2 separate regions of the Triticum aestivum genome follow, and region 2 is linked to region 1. The links are chromatin contacts, called in public Hi-C maps. All regions are on one chromosome and are shown on one strand. The core of a region is the stretch at or near the end of the contact, and the rest is flanking DNA. Distances in the headings are between cores, read along the strand shown. Region 1 holds the start of LOC123120446 (scarecrow-like protein 9). Region 2 holds the start of LOC123120449 (probable protein S-acyltransferase 4).

The links. Hi-C and Micro-C count contacts between places; a contact is called where the count stands out from the background.
Region 2: a Hi-C map of leaf shows a contact between it and region 1, with 2.4 times the contacts expected there. The contact joins the promoter of LOC123120449 here to the promoter of LOC123120446 in region 1. A contact is called at or near these places in 3 of 5 Hi-C or Micro-C datasets (all in leaf) and 1 of 1 datasets of contacts at active chromatin or transcription factors (leaf).

Annotation. Positions count from the first base shown.
Region 1 is chr5D:244,508,495-244,513,962 of IWGSC CS RefSeq v2.1, forward strand. LOC123120446 (scarecrow-like protein 9) reads left to right here and starts at 3,449. Exons shown (of 3, transcript XM_044540441.1): 1 at 3,449-3,799; 2 at 4,001-5,468. The coding sequence starts at 3,667.
Region 2 is chr5D:244,691,968-244,697,435 of IWGSC CS RefSeq v2.1, forward strand. LOC123120449 (probable protein S-acyltransferase 4) reads right to left here and starts at 2,460. Exons shown (of 5, transcript XM_044540444.1): 1 at 1,758-2,460; 2 at 1,370-1,555; 3 at 829-1,143; 4 at 79-312. The coding sequence starts at 1,838.

The sequences.
Region 1 (5,468 bases), core at 2,199-4,698:
CCCTCGAAATGTCAACAGGGGAAGCCAGAACAGATCATTGACAACAACCACATCATCATCTTCGTCTTCATCCACAAACCCTAGTCACCGGCATCTCTATCTCCATAGCCACCATCACCACCAGATTGCTTCCTCGTCTAGTTCATACTTGCAATCGTGCATCGCACAAGACATCCATTGTAAGACATATTTGCAATCAATTAATCTTTAAGATGTGTTCTTCTCGCGATCTGATCTCCATGTGTGAGTAGTTTGGTAAGGTATGGGTTGAGGCGTGAGCCTTGCAACCCTCTGTATTTGTTGTGGGGATCACTAGAAGGGCTTTGAATTAACATCTCGTATTTGTGAAATAAAATTATTCCATAGATGTCTCTTGTTTTGTCCACGATCTTCATCCCTGCAAGTACCCAGGATCATGGAGACCGAGCACCGATGAGGCTAGGAGCAAGGATACCGTGAAGTGTTATACCGAACAGCGGTGACAGTAAGGTTTAGTAGGGTAACATGGGTCATATCCTTGGGGATACATGAGGTGCAGTCATTGAACGCCCAAGGCTCCTGTCTAATTTCATTATCGAGGCAACCCCACGCGACGGATAGGGCTTGCTGTAGGACAACTGTTATTGATGTAGGACTCGTGCCAGTCAAGATGTTGTTTGGACACATCCCCCACTTCGATTCGTAACAAGCACGTCTCGATGGGTGACTTCCAGCGCACAAATTAAGATCATATCTGGTCCCAACACAAATACATGGTTGTAAGCATTAATACCTCATACCCGTACATCTTTTTAATATAAGTGCTTGAATCACTATTTGCTTGCTTGATCCGGTCAAAAGCTGGATTTGACATTTTAACATAAGCTTACTAGAGACCATTGCTCCAAGGGCATCTTCCTCTCGTGGGTTCGATAACCCAGGGTCACCTTTGCGAAATAGGTGTGGGTTGCACTTTTCTGTTCCATTACCAGATCAATAAAAGGACGTATTAAGCACTTTTTCTGGTGTCGTTGCCGGGGAGGAGTTTTGTATTCCTAGTATTTGTGTTTAGAGTTTTTGTTAAAGTTAATTTTCAGTTTTTGTTTTTACTTTTTCTTAGTTTTAGTTTTTATTTTGTTGCAAGTTTTGTCAATTGAGAAAAACCGAAAAGATTACTATGGCTCATAATCTTGGGAGTTTTGCAATTCACAGCAACAACTTCATGCATCTACCTATAACACAACATGATGTTGCAGCCGCTGAGTATATGAGATCAAACCGAACCTAGTTTCCATGGTTCAACAGATTCAATTTGGTGGCTCTGCTTCTGAGGATGCCGGTATGCACTTGCATAATTTTAGTGAATTGTGCAACATGACACGCATTAAAGATTGCGACCCTGTCGCTCTGAAGTTGCGTCTATTTCCTTTCTCTTTGAGAGGAAAAGCTAAGGAATGGCTTCTAGATCTACCTAGAGGCAGTATTACTTCTTGGGATGATTGTTGCAGTAAATTATTATCTAAGTTTTGTCCACCTGCAAAGATTATGCAATTACGTTATCAGATTACAGGTTACAAGCAGGAAGAACGTGAGACACTATTACTTGCGTGGGATAGAATGAAAGAAGCTATAAGGAATCCGAGGGCCGACGTGAAGGATCGAACTCGCCTAGAAAGCCGAAGACCAAGATAATGAAGCTACCCAGAGGAAGGAGCTCCTATCCTTGGTTTGCAGACAAGTTCAGGGGCTACTGACGATGTCCTGAAATAGGGGGTGCACACCACGTCGGCCTACTGTTCATGGGCCAGGCCAACGAGCCACAAACAATTGAAGAATGGGATCCATGTGCCATGCCCCTGGCATAACCAAGATGGAGACCTCCGAAGACTTGGCGTATACTCCAAGGCGTGTTTGAATAATCAACATGTTTATCCCCATGTCGTAACCGACCATATGTAAACCCTAGATGCCATTGGTGCCTATATAAGCCGTGGGGTTTAGTCCATAGAGGCAAGCTTTTCAAGGTTTAGAGGTTAGAACCCCTTCATACGATCTCGAGGTAGATCATACTGTACTTTATACCCCATCCACAATTAATATAACATGAGCAGGACGTAGGGTTTTACCTCTTCGAGAGGGCCCGAACCTGGATAAATATCGTGTCCCTATTCTTCCTATTACCATCATTCCCATATCACCGGCTCGGGATCCCCTACTCGAGATCCGACGGTTTTAGCACCTACATGCACTAGGACAAGAGCATCATGTATATTGTCTCGTATTAATAGACTTCCTAGTTTTATCTATATTTCAAGCAATTTACCGTCGAAGGAGTTTTTTGATAAAGACAAGACAACAAGGGGACTTCCTCTCATTTCCCCACCTAACCCTAAGCGGCTAGGGAAAACTTTCCCATCCAGACTTCATCGAAGAGCCCGTGGATTCGCCTCCCCTCTGTGTGCCGCTCGGACAGCAGATGGCGGTGAGGAGAACCTCGGTGCCTCCGCTCCTGTTAGTAGTTTAAGTTAGATTTTTTAGTCCTCACAGGTGCGACGCTCGGACGGATGGCGACACCTTTTCTTCGAGTTTGTCTTTTGTGCTTCGATTCTTCTTGAGTTCGTCCGTTTAGACGTAGTCGACAGAGCTCTGGCGTAGATTCATGACATCTCCTTGGGGTGATGAGGTTAGGGTTTCTCGTAATGTGGCGAGATTTGGTGTTAGGTGCTTTAGATCTATATACAAGGGTTCAACAATGACGACTGCGACTCCAGTGCGTTGGTCCTTAGGGGCACGCACAGAAAGATTTTTCAGCTGTCATCAACCAGGTCAAGCTGGCTATGGTAGGACATCGCGTTGATGACTCTTTCTAACGGCAGTAGTGGTCGTTCGGTGGTCTTAAAATCTCGATGTAATTTCTATTATGTCTCAGATTGTCTGTATTTCGATAAACTTTTATAATAGATCTAAAATCATTTAAAAAAATTCAGATCACAGTGCAGATGAACGACGGTGTAGGCCGTGCCCCATCAGCACACGTGCCAAAAATGTATTCGGTTTGGCTAGTTCACATCTAGATATTTTTTAAGGATGTCACATCTAAACTCCCAAAATATATAATGCAGTAACAAAAAACAAAAAAACTAGGACAAAAAAAAATAGACCTCAAACAAAGTGAACATTAGCTTAAATGTGACGTAACTATGTCACATCTAGATGTGTCCTAAACAGACCCAAATGTATTTTCCTCACAAGGCAGAGGGTGTTTCTCCAACTCTTGCTTGGCGGGTGTAATCAAGCGTAATCCTGCGGAGGGGGGGTCGCATTCGCGGTGCTGAAAAGAGGAAAACCCTCACATGCAGGAGCCACCATCATCGAGGTTCTGGAAATCTCTGAGACCTCGATTATCTTTTACTCTACTTACTTATTAGCCAGCCACCATCACGGGACGAGATTTCTTTTCCTTTTACTAGCTCCGGGTCCAACTGCCAAGAGACCTCGCCGCTGGGGAACTGAGCAAAAGGAGGAATACCTCTGCTCAGCCGCGCACACTTGATCCCCCTCCCAATCAAATCACCTCTCTCCCCCCTCTCTCTCTCTGTCTGCCCCTCGCCGCGCCCCTCTCTCCTCCCCCGCCGATCCCGCGCGGCTACCGGAGGCCCGGCTGCGGCGGCGACGAGGCGGCAGGCGATGACATCGACCCCGCAGCCTCCCCGCGATCGCGCGCACGCCGCCCCGCCCGCGCAGGACCTCACCGGCCTCGGCCTCGCGGCCGCGAGGTCCCTCCGCCACCGCCCACCTCGCCAAGGGTCGATGCCTTCAGGTGAGCATGGCGCCAGCGTCAGTCCGTGATCTCCCTGTCATCGCCACCAGCCTGCGAAGTCCGTGAACTGCAGCGCTCTAGTGTTTTCCTTCCTGTTATTTTCTGCTCAGAGGTCAAATAGATAGTTCACTCACACAAGTCCCCAAAACTCGATCACTTGACATCTTCTCACTGACTGAAGAATTTCATGGTGTTTGGCAGGTTCTGTGGAGCACCAGACCATTTCAGGCTCACTGATCCACTCAATGATTCAGTTCTGCGGAGCACCAGAGTACTTCATGTTCAATGATCCGCAGCCGGTGATCCCACACCATGTGGCCGCGGAACCCAGTCACAATGCTCCCGTGGCCACCCTCTCCAGGGCCACCAACACAGAGACTGACAACCCCGAAGACTGGGAGTTCATCTCGGATGAGTCGCTCAACTACATCAGCCGGATGCTCATGGAGGAGGACATTGATGAGAAGGTCAGCGTGTACCAGGAGGAGTCAGCCACTCTCCGTGCTACCGCAAAGCCCTTCTATGACATCCTTGGGCACAAGTTCCCGCCGTCCCCTGACCGCACGCTCACGACTTGGTCCCTGGACAGCCCCAGTGAGAGCAGCAGCAGCGGTCATGCCCAGTCCTTGTCCAGTGTGGGTACTAGCGGCAGCATCGGTGGTGCGGTTCATAGCAACCAGTGCCATAATGTTGGACACTCTGAGCAGCTGGAAGCTTATCGCGGCTTGTGTGGCCGATCTTCTCAGCCACTGGTTGCCCCACCAAGTGGTGTTTCTGATGCAGCAGAGTCACTAGAAGATCCTTTGATCACCAACGGCAGGATCCCCGAGTATTTGTTCGAGAGCCTTCCAACTTGGGATTTCAGGAGAGGTGTCGAGGAAGCACAGAAGTTTCTCCCTGGTGGTGATAAGCTAGTGATTGATTTAGAAGCTGCTGGTGTCTCAAAGCCTCAAGAAGCAGTGAAAGACATTCCTTTCAATGTGAGCAGGACAGAGGTCTTGAAGGCCAAGAAAAACAGACAGAGCGAAGATCTTGACTTGATAGAAGGACGGAACATTAAACAATCTGCATTCTGTTCCGATGAGCCTGATGATTGGGTTGAGATGTTTGATGATTTGTTTCGTCAAACTGAAAAAAAGGCTACAGTTCTGCGAGAAAAGATGCGCAGCGAAGCTTCCAAGAATTCTCAGGTCATTCAAACGAAAGGAACAACTGGGGTGAAGACACGGGGCAGGAAGCCGACTAAAAATGATGTGGTGGACCTTAGGACCATCCTCATCCACTGTGCACAGGCAGTGGCAGCTGATGACCGCCGAACTGCTAATGAGTTGCTAAAGCAAATAAAACAGCATTCCAAGGTAAATGGGGATGGCAGCCAGAGGCTGGCGTTTTGCTTTGCACAGGGTCTCGAGGCTCGCTTGGCTGGCACAGGGAGCCAGCAGTACCATAGGCTTGTAGCAAAGCGGACAACCGCGTCCGACATGCTTAAGGCGTACCATCTTTACTTTGCAGCATGCCCATTCAAGAGGCTCTCACATTTCCTCTCCAATCAAACAATCTTGAGCATGACAAAAAATGCAAAGAAGGTGCACATAATTGACTTCGGCATTTATTTTGGCCTCCAATGGCCATGCCTCATCAGGCGTCTCTCCAAGAGGGAAGGTGGTCC
Region 2 (5,468 bases), core at 1,210-3,709, 180 kb after region 1:
CATTACTCCAGTTACAGTTAGAAGGACTAGAAACTACAACAATTATCTAAAATTGCAGCAAAATGAACTAAATTTTACCTGATTAGTACTGATCAGATAGAGATGCAGTACTGTTAGGCCACCGACGAACCATACAACAATTGAAGTGTAGATGATTAGAACAAAAGAATAGACTTCCTTGCGCAAGGCCTTCCAGATAGAGCCGCCGTTGTCTTGCATTTCGCCGTGGACATTCAACCATGAAAAGATTAAGACGGATATGCACAGGAATGTCGATGTGGCGATGAATAGAAAGAAGTAGCGATAGTTTCTCTGCAAGGCAAATAAAAAACATTGTGATTATGATGGGCCAACTGCAATTGAGGCCTCAAAAGTCAACTAGTGGGATATATGTTAGGTATAGTTCAGGACTTAGTTCACAAATCTGTTTGCTTGTTTGGTAACCTTACCTGCAAATCTAGTCAGATAATGGAATACACTAACGACTTGCTGCCACTAGCTGTATGTTCTCATTCAACTTAATTGGTTAAGAAAAGTTTTGTAGTACTGTTACAATCCCGAATGTAAATATCTTTTGTAAACTACATAGCTTTAGATATACCTTAACTTTGCACTGAAAGAAAACTAAGAGGTGATTAAAGGGAGTTAGGCTAGGTCTGGACTTTTACTTGGAAAGAAAGATTGTTTGATCTTTTCTCTTCCTGGCTCTTACTGAAGATAAAGTTCAATCAAGAAAGGTTAGTTTTTTTTTTGCTCTGCTAGATGCTTATCATAATGATATTCTATATGACTAATGGTAGGGAATAAGCAATAACCGTGTGTACTTACTAGTCCAATGCACTGGCCAACCCATGGGCAGTGGTGGTCAAACTTCTGGACGCAGTTGTTGCAGATGGAGCAGTGCGAGGATCGTGGTGGGCGGTACCTGAGGCAGGTCTCGCAAAACTTGAGTTTCACCGTGAAGCCATTCACGTTGACATCCTTGGTCCGGCGAAACCTCATCCGCGGGGTGCCCCCGACGCTCCACTCCATAGATGGCGTGGCGGGGAGGTTCCGTTCATCAGCTTCAGGCGGCGGGGCTCTTGTGTTCCGTGGCACTATTCCTGGGTCCCTGGCCGATGTCATGAACAGGAAGAACAGGTCCTGCAATTTTTTGGCGAAGATCACAAGGGTTTTTCAGCGTTGCATCTGGTATATATAGTGGCAACTGGAATCGTAAGTTTGAAACCCACGTCCTGTTGGTTTCAGCCTCAGGCCTGAAGGCTGGAACTGTTGTTGACTCCAGCCATTGTGATTATTGTGGGTATGATGGTAGAGCTGATGAAGAAGGTGACACCGAAGGTATGCAGACAGCAAGATGAAGACTAACCACTAGTGTTGTGATGATAACAATCAGTAGCGCAGCCCGGTGCATGTGTGGTTGCCCGTTGGAGCGGAAGAACTTGGACTGCATCTGGTAGCAGAAGACGATGGCTGGGCCGGCGACGAGGAACGATGACAGCAGCAGGGAGGCTGCGTCCGGCCCGAGTATAAGCCGTCCGCCGCACAGGAATACCTGCAGAGAAGCGAAGAATGATCTGTCGTGGTACACTCTGCTCTCTCACACATGTGAAAAACCTGGGGGACGAAACCTGCAGCTTTCATGAATCCCTGATTTTAGCTGAAAGGCTATCTACAGTTGCACGGCGCGCCAAAGCTCTTCTGACCAAGGCACGGAGAAGAAGGCGAAGAGGGGAGTCGAGCAAGGATGTACGTACGTTGTTTCCTTTCCAGGCCTGGTAGAGCCGCTTGGGCTGCGGCGGCGACGACGTCGGCTCAGCCTCCGACGGCACCATCATCTTGCCCCTCCTCTCGCTGCTGCTTCAGCCCTCAAGCATGGGGAAGTTTGGAATTTTTCTGTGTGTGCCTGGCTCTAGTCGACGAGACGGGCCGATGCTGGCCAGTGAGGCGACGGCGGTGGGGACGATGGCGATGACATTGAGGCCGCCGTCGTTGGGATGGTCGCACACCGCTGCTACGCTGGAGTACTTCGCTCTTGTTTAAGGCGTGGTTGCAGGCAGGACAAAGTTTGGACTTTGGAGCGTAGAGGAAAGCGAGGGAGAAGTTTGTTTGTTTGCTCGTCCGGTTGGTTAGGCGCAGACAAAGGACAGGGCGGCGATCCCGATCGGCCATGATGTGTACACTTGTCTTTTTTCCATTTTCCCACGCACTTCGTGAAATTATGGTCGCCAAGCCACGCAACGGCTAGGATAAACGGTAGTATATGCCCGGAGATCATTTGTTCAGCAACACACAGCCTATACACATCAAGCCGATCCACGGGGCCCGCATGTTGGATTCTAGAAACATCATGGACGCGTATGGACATTTTTGTGAAATAAGCACAAACGTTGTCAATTGTTTACGTTTTTGTAGTTTCTTTCCATTTCCTCCTTTTTGGAGAGGTTCTATTTGATTCCTGGAATTCTAAAAACCGATGAATAAAGAAACTTAGGAATCGGAAGTTCCATGGAAGTTGTTCGATTGCATCATTGGGGAAACTCAAAATTTCCCTTTGCAGGTACAAAATGCACCATATGTCGGAGTAGATTCCAACGGTAGGGTGTCTCGACGAGGTGAGTAGATTAGAGGGGAAACATGAGACAAGATTTACCCAGGTTCAGACCCTTCGTATGTGGTAACATTCCACCCTTGCTTGTGGGCATATTGCGATTGGGTTGTACAAAGCATAGGTATTACCGAGAGATTCTAATTTGTCTATCGACTAGCTCGATCCTGACATATATATGATATCGAGAACCATAGGTTTACAAGGACCTAGTCGGCTACGTCGGTGAAGGGGAGTCCTCCATGGCTCCGACTTCCTTGTCTTGAATGGCAAGGCTTTCAGAGTCTTCCTTCTGTAGGGCCCATGAGTCGACCACGGTAAACACCATCGGTGGCCCCCAAACCGCTCTTCAAGCTTGGTTGCATCCCGATCGACACCGATCGTCAACGCCACCTTTTCGCTTGCTGAGGTTGAAACTGGTTCTTTGAAACTTCCCTGAAAGTGAACGCTTCTCGCCGACCTCCTACGGCTGGCCTGCTCCCGAAGTCAGATGAAGCACTTCGGTCTTGATTTGTTGATGAGATGACCGATCGACGCAAGAGAGCTTTCGCGCAACACCTTTAAATTTCACGAGCCCGGTCTTGTCTTAGTTACACCGGACCAGACTCCCCAGCTAGTCGAACCAGACCACGTGTCAAGTTTGAGTGTTGGTCAACATGACGTGTGGTAGTGGGTTCGGGCCCTACTCGGGCAACATTCCATCAATACTTCGGCGCGCGCCTCGACCCCTGCTGCATTAACGACCACCCCTCAATCCCCCTGATACGTCTCCGAAATATATTTACTTTTCAAACACTTATGCTCTTGTTTCGGACTTTAATTTGCAGGATTTAAATGAAACTAACTCGAACTGACGTTGTTTTCAATAGAACTACTTTGATGTTATTTTTATGCAGAAATAATAGTCCTCAGAATTGGACAAAACTTCATGAAGATTGCAATATAAAAAAATACTAGTGCAAAGATACCAGAGGGGAGCCATCAGCAGCCCACAAGGCAGAGGCGCCATGCTGCCTTGTGGATCCCACGGACGGCCGTCTGACCTAATTCCAAGCCTACATATACCGTCTTCCCAAGAAAAAATCAAAGAGAAAGAATTATCACATTTTATGATACGGAGCCGCCGTCACATCTTGTTCATCATCGGGAGGCCTGATCTGGAGTCCGTTCGGGGTTCCAGAGAGGAGGATTCATCGCCACCGTCATCACCAACCCTTCTTCATCAACAATCCCATGATTCTTACCGTTGGGAGTGAGTAATTCCTTTGTAGGCATATTAGATGGTGATGTAGATGGATGGGATTTCTTATGTAATTGTGTCAATTTTTTAGGGCTTGTTCCCTAGTGTCCACTATGTTCACGAGCGCCATGATTTTAGATGCCATGATTTCAGATCTGAACCTATTAGAGCATCTCTAATAAAAGATGTAGATGCAAAAATAGCTAACTTTTGCATCTCTAATAAAAGATGTAAACTACAACACCTCACGATGAAAATTTGCATCTCCACCATCTGGAGATGTAAAACCGGCGGCCGCGCGCCAACCGTCGACTACCTTTCATTTCATTTCCCTCCCCCATTCCTCTTCCTCCCGGTCACTGACCGAACTGCCGCCACCGCTCAACAGTCACCCCGCACCACGCCACGCTGCTGCCGTCCCGCGCCACCTCCGGCCCCTCCGGCCGCTCCGCCACACCTACGCCGCCGCCCCGACTCCTCTCATCCGTCACCGCTCCGCCTCCTGCCGCCGCCTAGATCCCCACTGCCTTCGCCCCCAATTCACCACCACCGCCTCCCGCTGCCGCCCCGACTCCCCGCTGCGGCCGCCCCACTTGCTACTTCTTGAGCTTGCGTTGATTTTTCCCTTGAAGAGAAAAGGGTGATGCAACAAAGTAGAGATAAGTATTTCCCTCAGTTAAGAACCAAGGTATCAATCTAGTAGGAGGCACAAGCAAGTCCCCAATAGATGCACCTGCACAAACTAACAAACACTTGCACACAACGCGAAAAAGGGGTTGCCAATCCCTTCACGGTCACTAGCAAGAGTGAGATCTAATAGAGATAGATATAAAAGATAAATAAAAGGCAAAATAAAGTAAATATAAATAAATTGCAGCAAGGTATTTTTGGATTTTTGGTTTTATAGATCTGAAAAATATATGATGAGAAGTAGACCCCCGGGGCCATAGGTTTCACTAGAGTCTTCTCTCAAGATTGTGCAACATGTTCATGATCAAGTTGCTTAAAATTCATTATATCGTTCCTAAGGGAGATGATCTTAGTGGGAGGAAAATACTTGGAAATAAAAGCACCTTTACACTTATTCCAAGAATCAATACTACTTTTAGCCAAAGATGAAAACCAAGTTTTAGCACGATCTCGTAGCGAGAACGAAAATAGATTCAATTTAACAATATTATTATCCACACATTTTTTTCCTTGCATATCACACAACTCAACGAAAGTATTTAGATAGGATGCATCATCTTCATTAGGACCACCAGAAAATTGTTCTTTCATAAGAAGATTCAACAAAGCGACATTAATTTCATAAGATTCTGCACTAGTGACGAGAGCAATCATAGTACTAATAAAATCATTATTATTAGTGTTGGAAAAGTCACACAACTTGGTATTTTCTTGAGATATCGTGACAAAGCAAGCAATCTACCACACAAGCAAACAAAGCAAACGAAAAGACGAACGAAAAAGAAGGAAAAAAGGGCAAATATTTTTGTGTTTTTCTGAAAACGTTTTAGAAGTGGGGGAGAGGAAAACAAGAGGCAAATGGAAAATAATATAAGTGCAAGAGATGAGAGTTTATGATAGGTACTTGGTAGGCTTGATATAGAACCTCAC